Regions from separate parts of the Arachis hypogaea genome. Here region 2 is linked to region 1. A link is a contact called in public Hi-C data. All regions are on one chromosome and are shown on one strand. Each heading gives the region's core, a stretch centred on a gene start, on an enhancer-like site or on the middle of the called end of the contact. The rest is flanking DNA. Distances are from core to core; before and after follow the strand shown.

Region 1 (3,450 bases), core at 306-2,805:
CAACAAACGTGCTATGTTCTCAGCACTTGAAGCATAGCACAAAGATGATGATTGTGCAATCGCTTTTGTTGAAGTTGAAGAAGAAAAATTATTATTATTGTTATTATTATTATTCTCCGGTGAAAGGGCTTCACTGAGGGCTCTTTTCGCCATGTGGATATCGGTTTGGAGCCTTCGCTCCCACTGGCCTCGAACCGGAATCGAACCGGAATAATTCGCTCCGGGTCCAATTTCGGTTCCAGTTCCGGTTTCGCCGAAGTTGCAAACTCCAGAACTCGGAGCTTGCAACTTCTTGAGCTTCTTCTTCAGATGCGTGTTCCAATAATTCTTTATATCATTATCCGTCCTTTGTGGTAGGTATGAAGCAATTGCAGCCCATCTGCATCCATAAATTCAATTAATTAATTAGCCATGTGAAAATATATCCAAAAAATAATAATAAATATTAATAACTAATTAATTAATTACCTGTTTCCTAAGAGATCTTGAAGATGGATAATCATCTTTTCTTCTTGTTCAGTGAAGTTACCCCTTTTGATTCCAGGCCTCAAGTAATTAGTCCATCTAAGTCTACAACTCTTGCTACATCTTGATAACCCTGGAAAAATTTAATTAAAGTGGAAACTAATTAATTAAAGCCCACTAATAAGAGCCAACAAAAATGAAGCTTTTTGAGATCATAGTGCTAGATATGTATATATGAACATAATTAATATTAAAAAAATAATAAATACCTGTGTTGGTAGGAACAGCCCTCCAATTGCCAGGACCATGTTCTTGGATATAAGAGACCAAAATGATATCTTCTTCAGGAGTCCACGGACCTTTCTTCACACCTTCTTTATCACAACATGGTGGTCTTCCCATGTCTCCTTGTTTTCTTTTCCCTTCTTTCTTCTTCAATTCTTAGCTTATGTGAGTGCACCCCCTCCTCAATATAACAACAACCAATTATTCTAATTATAATTATGTATGTAGATATCTCGGTCGTTTTCCTCTCCCTATCACTTGCTACTTTGTGATGATCTATCTATCTATCTATGTGCTACTTCTCTATGGTATATAATATATAATATATAACCTCTTTTTCTTGGTGTAAGCTAAGGCAAGTGTCCAAGGCTAAGGAGTGCTTGGTGTACATATATAGCAAAAACACAAAGGGGGTTAAAATGTTGGGGGTATGACTTTGGAGGTGGTGTAACCGATATCCCTTACATTATTTTATTATATATTTAATTTATTTTTAAAAAAAAATTAATATACTTTTAATATAAAGTAACTTTAAATGTATAAACAAATACGTAAAATTAATTATTTTTTGTACTAATTATATGAATAATTATTTAAAAAACGGATGTGATTTAACGATTATAAATATTTTAAAATAGAAAATGTTAATAAAAATTAGAATGCTTCTAGAAGAAGAATTAATATTAATATATGATAAAAAATTGAGTGTTGAGGTGTGTGAGGATGTTGACTTAAAGAAGTAAAGAAGAGAGGAAGGTGCTCCAAGGTCAAAAGTTGACAGCAAGGGCATTAAGTGAAGGGCAGCAAATTATTCAGCTGTGTGTGTGTGATAGTAATAGTAATAAGTAAATAATAAGAATAATAATAGTGGTAAGAGTAATAGTAATGAAAAGCGCGTTGCATTGAATGTGGGTTGCACTGGGAAAGCCATATGTATCTCAGCCTTTAAATGTCTCTAATCCCCGGCATGCCATTAATTGCTTCAATGAGGATAAAGCTGACTTTTGCAAAGCCTAATCACCTCTTCCATTATAGGGAATAGATCATCACGTAGGATCTGCTTATAACCAACCTTATTACCCATTAACTTTTAGGGTTTTGCAAATTACAACATGTTTTTGGCTAGATTTAATGGGTATGTATTTGTAGGAGCATTTATTTATTTATATAAGAATTTGTTTAGCCACTTGTTATGAGTTGTTAAGAATATTAAGGAGTTTATGTTTAATTTGATTTCTAAAATTTGAAGTTAGATTTAAATTTATGTCTAAAATTTCAATTCACTCAAATTGAAGTTTTAATTTTATAATAATAGTTTGTGTTAGTTTTTAAATTTGTTTTCGTTAATGATCTATTGATATGGCACATTAATTTATTATGTTGGATAAAATATAATGGTATTATTTTATATTAGCATTTAATCTTTAACAAAAATAACATCTTTTATATTTTTTTTACTAGTAATGGTCATAAAATGAGAATATATTGTTAAAGATTGAACACTAATATAAAATAATATCATTTTATTTTATTCAACGTGATAATATAAATTAATATGTCAAATTATAATTAAAATGCTTCACATGTTATTTTTTTATTACAATTGAAATCAAATTTTTTCCTCCAACATTAATGAATCTTTCCTTATTCTTACTAATTTTACAACCAAAATATATCACATGTCACTCTCTTATTATAATTGAAATCGAATATTTCCCTCCAAATTAAAGAATCATTCCCTCCTCCTTACTAATTTTACAACTAAAATGTGCCACATGTCACTCCCTCGTTGTAATTGAAATCAAATCATTCTCTCCAAAATTAAAAAGTTCTCCCCTCCTCACTCTTCTTTCTTTATCTCTCTCATTCCTTCAATCACTTTATCTCTTTTATATATCATTATTAATGACTAATTACAAATTTGACAATCAAAATGTACAACATGATATTCTTTAATTGCATTAAAATTGAAACATTGAAATTAAAATTGAAATATACCTATATTATATATCATATACTACTATCTAATTTAATAACCAAATATGTCACATGACACTCTCTTATTAAAATTGAGAGAAAATATTTTCCTCTAAAATTAATAAACTCCCTTCCTAAATTCTCTCATCTACCTCTCTCTATTTTTCTATTTCTCTCTATCATTTTCACTCTATATTAATTTATATTTTATATTAATAATTTGACAAATCAAAATATGTCATTTGATATTTTTTATTCCAATTAAAATAAATTTTTTCTTCTAAAATTAACAAATTCTCATTATCATTCTTCATCTTTATCTTTCTCTCTCTTTTCTCTCATTCTCTATTTTTTCTATATTTCTGTTCTACAAAAAATAAAATTAATAAAATAATATAATTAAAATAAAAAATATTATTATTATTACATATTTTTTTAGTTTTTCATTTAGTTTTAAATTTTTACCATTTATCTTTTTATCTATATTTTTATTTCTCTTCTTTCAAATGTTTATTACATATAATTTAGAGAGAATACTAATGTTATAATTAAAAGTTAGAATCAATATTTAATAGTTTAAAAAAATTAATTTTGAGTTAATTTTATAACTATCAATATCATTTTTTATGCTAATATCTAATTATATTTTTATATATATAGAGAAATAAATATCATTTTTAAATAGTAAATATAAAAATTAATTATTTTTATTTGTGCAATAGA
Region 2 (3,450 bases), core at 351-2,850, 54 kb before region 1:
CTACATTAGTTCTTAACCACTTTTTGTATGCAATTACTATCTCACGCCACACCTTTTTTGTCACACGTTTTAATAATTAACTGGGTTTTGGAAGGTAAAACACACCACTTATAATCTACTCACATGTTGAGTATTGTGGAAGTCATTTCCAATGGAAGATAAACCAATTATTATTGATTAAGGTTAATATATGATTGATTAGAATGATAAATATTCATTTTCTTTAAGTAGTTGGTAGAGTTTTAGGTTAGGGCGGGTGAGTTATGAATATAGAATAATTTATACCCGGTAAAATGCTCAATACTCAAATATGATTTTAACTTTTCTACTAAAAGTGGGTTATAGATAAATTGTTTGGACACTTGTATCTAAAAATGTTTAAATATCGAAAAGCGTTTTTAACTTTAACTACACAAATAAATAAAATGTTTCACTTCTGTTTAAACCAAAGTTTGCAATCAACTATCAATTTAAATAGCTAGCATGAAGTCGTTTAATTTATCAAATGTAAATTAAAGTCGAATATGTTTGTGTCATAATATATATCACTTCTTCGAATAAATTTATTAGGATAATGCTATGCCGCTATGCGTAACACATTTAGTATTTTTAATAAAAATAGTTAATATCAATTTAAATATAAGAGAAAAAATATAAAAATTTATTAATCACTTAAAATTTCGCAATTTATTATGGATGTTTATGTGAAAGTATTTATATATAAATAAAGTAATGAATTAGTCTTGACACAAATTTAAAGCATAATTCACTTTCTATGTCCTCATCACTAGATGTGATTTGATTGTAACTACCACTCAACATATATAATTTACTCTTCGGCTAGATTCAGTTTACACCAGTTAAAATCAATCAAGTCTAATAACAATTTGATTGAACCAACATATATATATAATTCTATTCACCTAGTGAGTGCTAAATCTTATCCAAATGCATTCAAATAATAATTTAATCACATATGTCTGTGTCACTTATTTCATGTTTCAACCTTGATAATCAAACCAAAAAGATTCCCCAAAATACATGAGAAAAGCCTTTATAAGTGAGCGTTTGATTTGGTAAAATTATAACTCTCTAATTTTCACCTAAATAATGATTAATTATACTTATTGACAAATAACAATATATATAATTTGATTATAATATCCTCATCATCACACATATCATGCATGGCCCATTATAATCTTACTTAGCAAATAACAATAATTGTATATACAGGATTAATTTGTGGGGTGCATTGATTCGATGCAATATGAATTGTCTGTTTATAGTGATTAACCTAATATGTAAGCATCATTATATTGGCAATCTTTGCCAAAGCTGTACCACAAATTCAACATGATTTTTGTTTGCATATAGATGTAATTATATATGTAGGATCCATCCACATGTTTGAGAAATTAAGAGCTTTTTCATCTTTTGGTTTTCTAATTAAATTACTTGGAATAGCCCAACAATTTGTCAATTTGAATTTTAATTTATACCTTTTTTTTGAAACTTCTAAATTATTGTACATTGATGAAGCACTAGTGGGGCTATTTTCACCCACCCAAACATTTATCTTAATTTTGGGTTGGGCCCGCACTTCATTGAAAAGTAACTACCCAAAAAGATAACAAGTTCAAAATGTTAAAAATTAGCTGTTTAGACCCCTGACCAAAAAAATAAAAAAAGTTTAAGACTTAATTTGCATTAAACCATCTTTGCTAGGTCGAGTGGTCAGTTTATTCATTCGTTTAAGCAAGTGTTGAAAATTCGAATTCTTTCTTGTACATGTAATAATCCATTTACCAGTGGCAGATCCTTAAATGGAGTTTAGATCCACGACAGATTAGTCATTGACCTGTCCAGTCTTTAAATAGAGTTCAGATTCACGACAGATTAGTCATTAACCTGTCGGGTTAAAGACCATAGACATAAAAAAAAAGATTTAATATGCATTACATACAACTACACAACTTCTTAATCTAGTGGTTATCTCTAGAATTGGGACGGTTCAATCTACTCTCCTAATTAAAAAAAAAAATTCCCTTACCCTTTAGACTATATTCGAAAAAAATACTACTGAATATTATGGTTCTATCATTTAAAATTGAAATACTTATTAATTATCCGATAAAAAAAAAAGGGTTAGAGTAAGTTTAAAATAACAAGTTGTCAAAGTTGTCCGCCTTTTACACAAGGATGACAGTATTATAACTAAGCCTTATATATATTGTGCTATGTCACTGATTCTAGCGATGAGTGATGACTATGTTTAATGATCTGATAGGATGATTGACCAACTTAATCACATGGATCTCATTACACCATATTCATGAATTATAAAACACATCTCCAAATTAAATAACCATCGATTACCTTATAAGAAAAAAGTTTGATATGGCTAGTTTGGTTATTTGGTGCATATGTGAGTAAAAAAATATATTTAAAATTTAAAAGTAAATTTTACGGCACTATTATTAAACCAATTGTGTTATATAAAATGGAATGTTAAGCGACATAAAATAAGTATAAACAGAAACTTAATGTGGCATAGAAATAAGAATGTTTAGATAGAATAAAGAATAAGAATATGAGAAAATAAATTGGAATAACATTTATTCTTAAAAAGAAATAAAAAATTTAAGCATGAAGAGGAAAAAACCTTACGCTAAAAGAATCACGCAAAAATATAAAAAGAAAAAGAAAGTCGGTGCAAAAGACTCGGTAAAATCCATCAAAAAAGTTCTTGCGTAGGAGCATGTCAGTCATGACATAGCCTTAGGTGATTTGGATATATTATTAAAAAAATTATTTTTAGTGGTTATTTATTTTATTTTTAATAATAATAAAAATAATTATTAATAAATTTAATTTATTGATAATTAAATATTAGCTGTCTTATATTTTGTTGTTAAAAATTTTAGTGATAATTATATAATAGTTAATAAAAAAAATTTTTGTGACGATAAAAATATACAAGTAGTCAAATACTATTAAACTAAAATATACCGTAATAACGATAAATTTATAATTACGGTAAAAATATAAGTTAACTAAAATATATTATTATATTATTTTCACTAAAAAGTTGTTGTTAAAAATAATTTTTATTGTAGTGATATGTGAAGAAAAGATCAACACAATATCCAATTATAGATTTAATTTAATTTGGTGGCAACCACAAGCAACACAAGCTATGTTCGAGAAGCCATCAAGCATCCTAGTCCAATGTATGCATATTAGTCCTTTATGAAAAACCATTAACTTAGTAGTGAGTCTGTGTGTTATATAGAAATTAAAAAATATTATTAATAAATTTAAATTAGTCAAGTGATTATTTTATTTATTTACTTAAATAAGTATAATGAAATTTAAATTCTATTTTATATATATGATAATTTATTAATCAACAATAAATTTTTAAATAAAATTTAAATTTATGATAAA

What was found. Hi-C and Micro-C count contacts between places; a contact is called where the count stands out from the background.
Region 2: a contact with region 1 is called in a Hi-C map of leaf, with 3 times the contacts expected there. The contact joins the enhancer-like site here to the promoter of LOC112797780 in region 1. A contact is called at or near these places in 5 of 8 Hi-C or Micro-C datasets (leaf and an unstated tissue).

Annotation. Positions count from the first base shown.
Region 1 is chr4:123,024,044-123,027,493 of arahy.Tifrunner.gnm2.J5K5, reverse strand. It overlaps LOC112797780 (myb-related protein 306), which reads right to left and starts at 1,555. Exons shown (of 3, transcript XM_025840869.3): 1 at 735-1,555; 2 at 469-598; 3 at 1-379. The coding sequence starts at 867.
Region 2 is chr4:123,077,976-123,081,425 of arahy.Tifrunner.gnm2.J5K5, reverse strand. No RefSeq gene overlaps it. Among protein-coding and RNA genes, the nearest start is that of LOC112795376, 13 kb to the left of the region's middle. Within about 2 kb of position 1,600, at least 1 of the 3 cell types and tissues checked has open chromatin away from gene starts, as enhancers often do.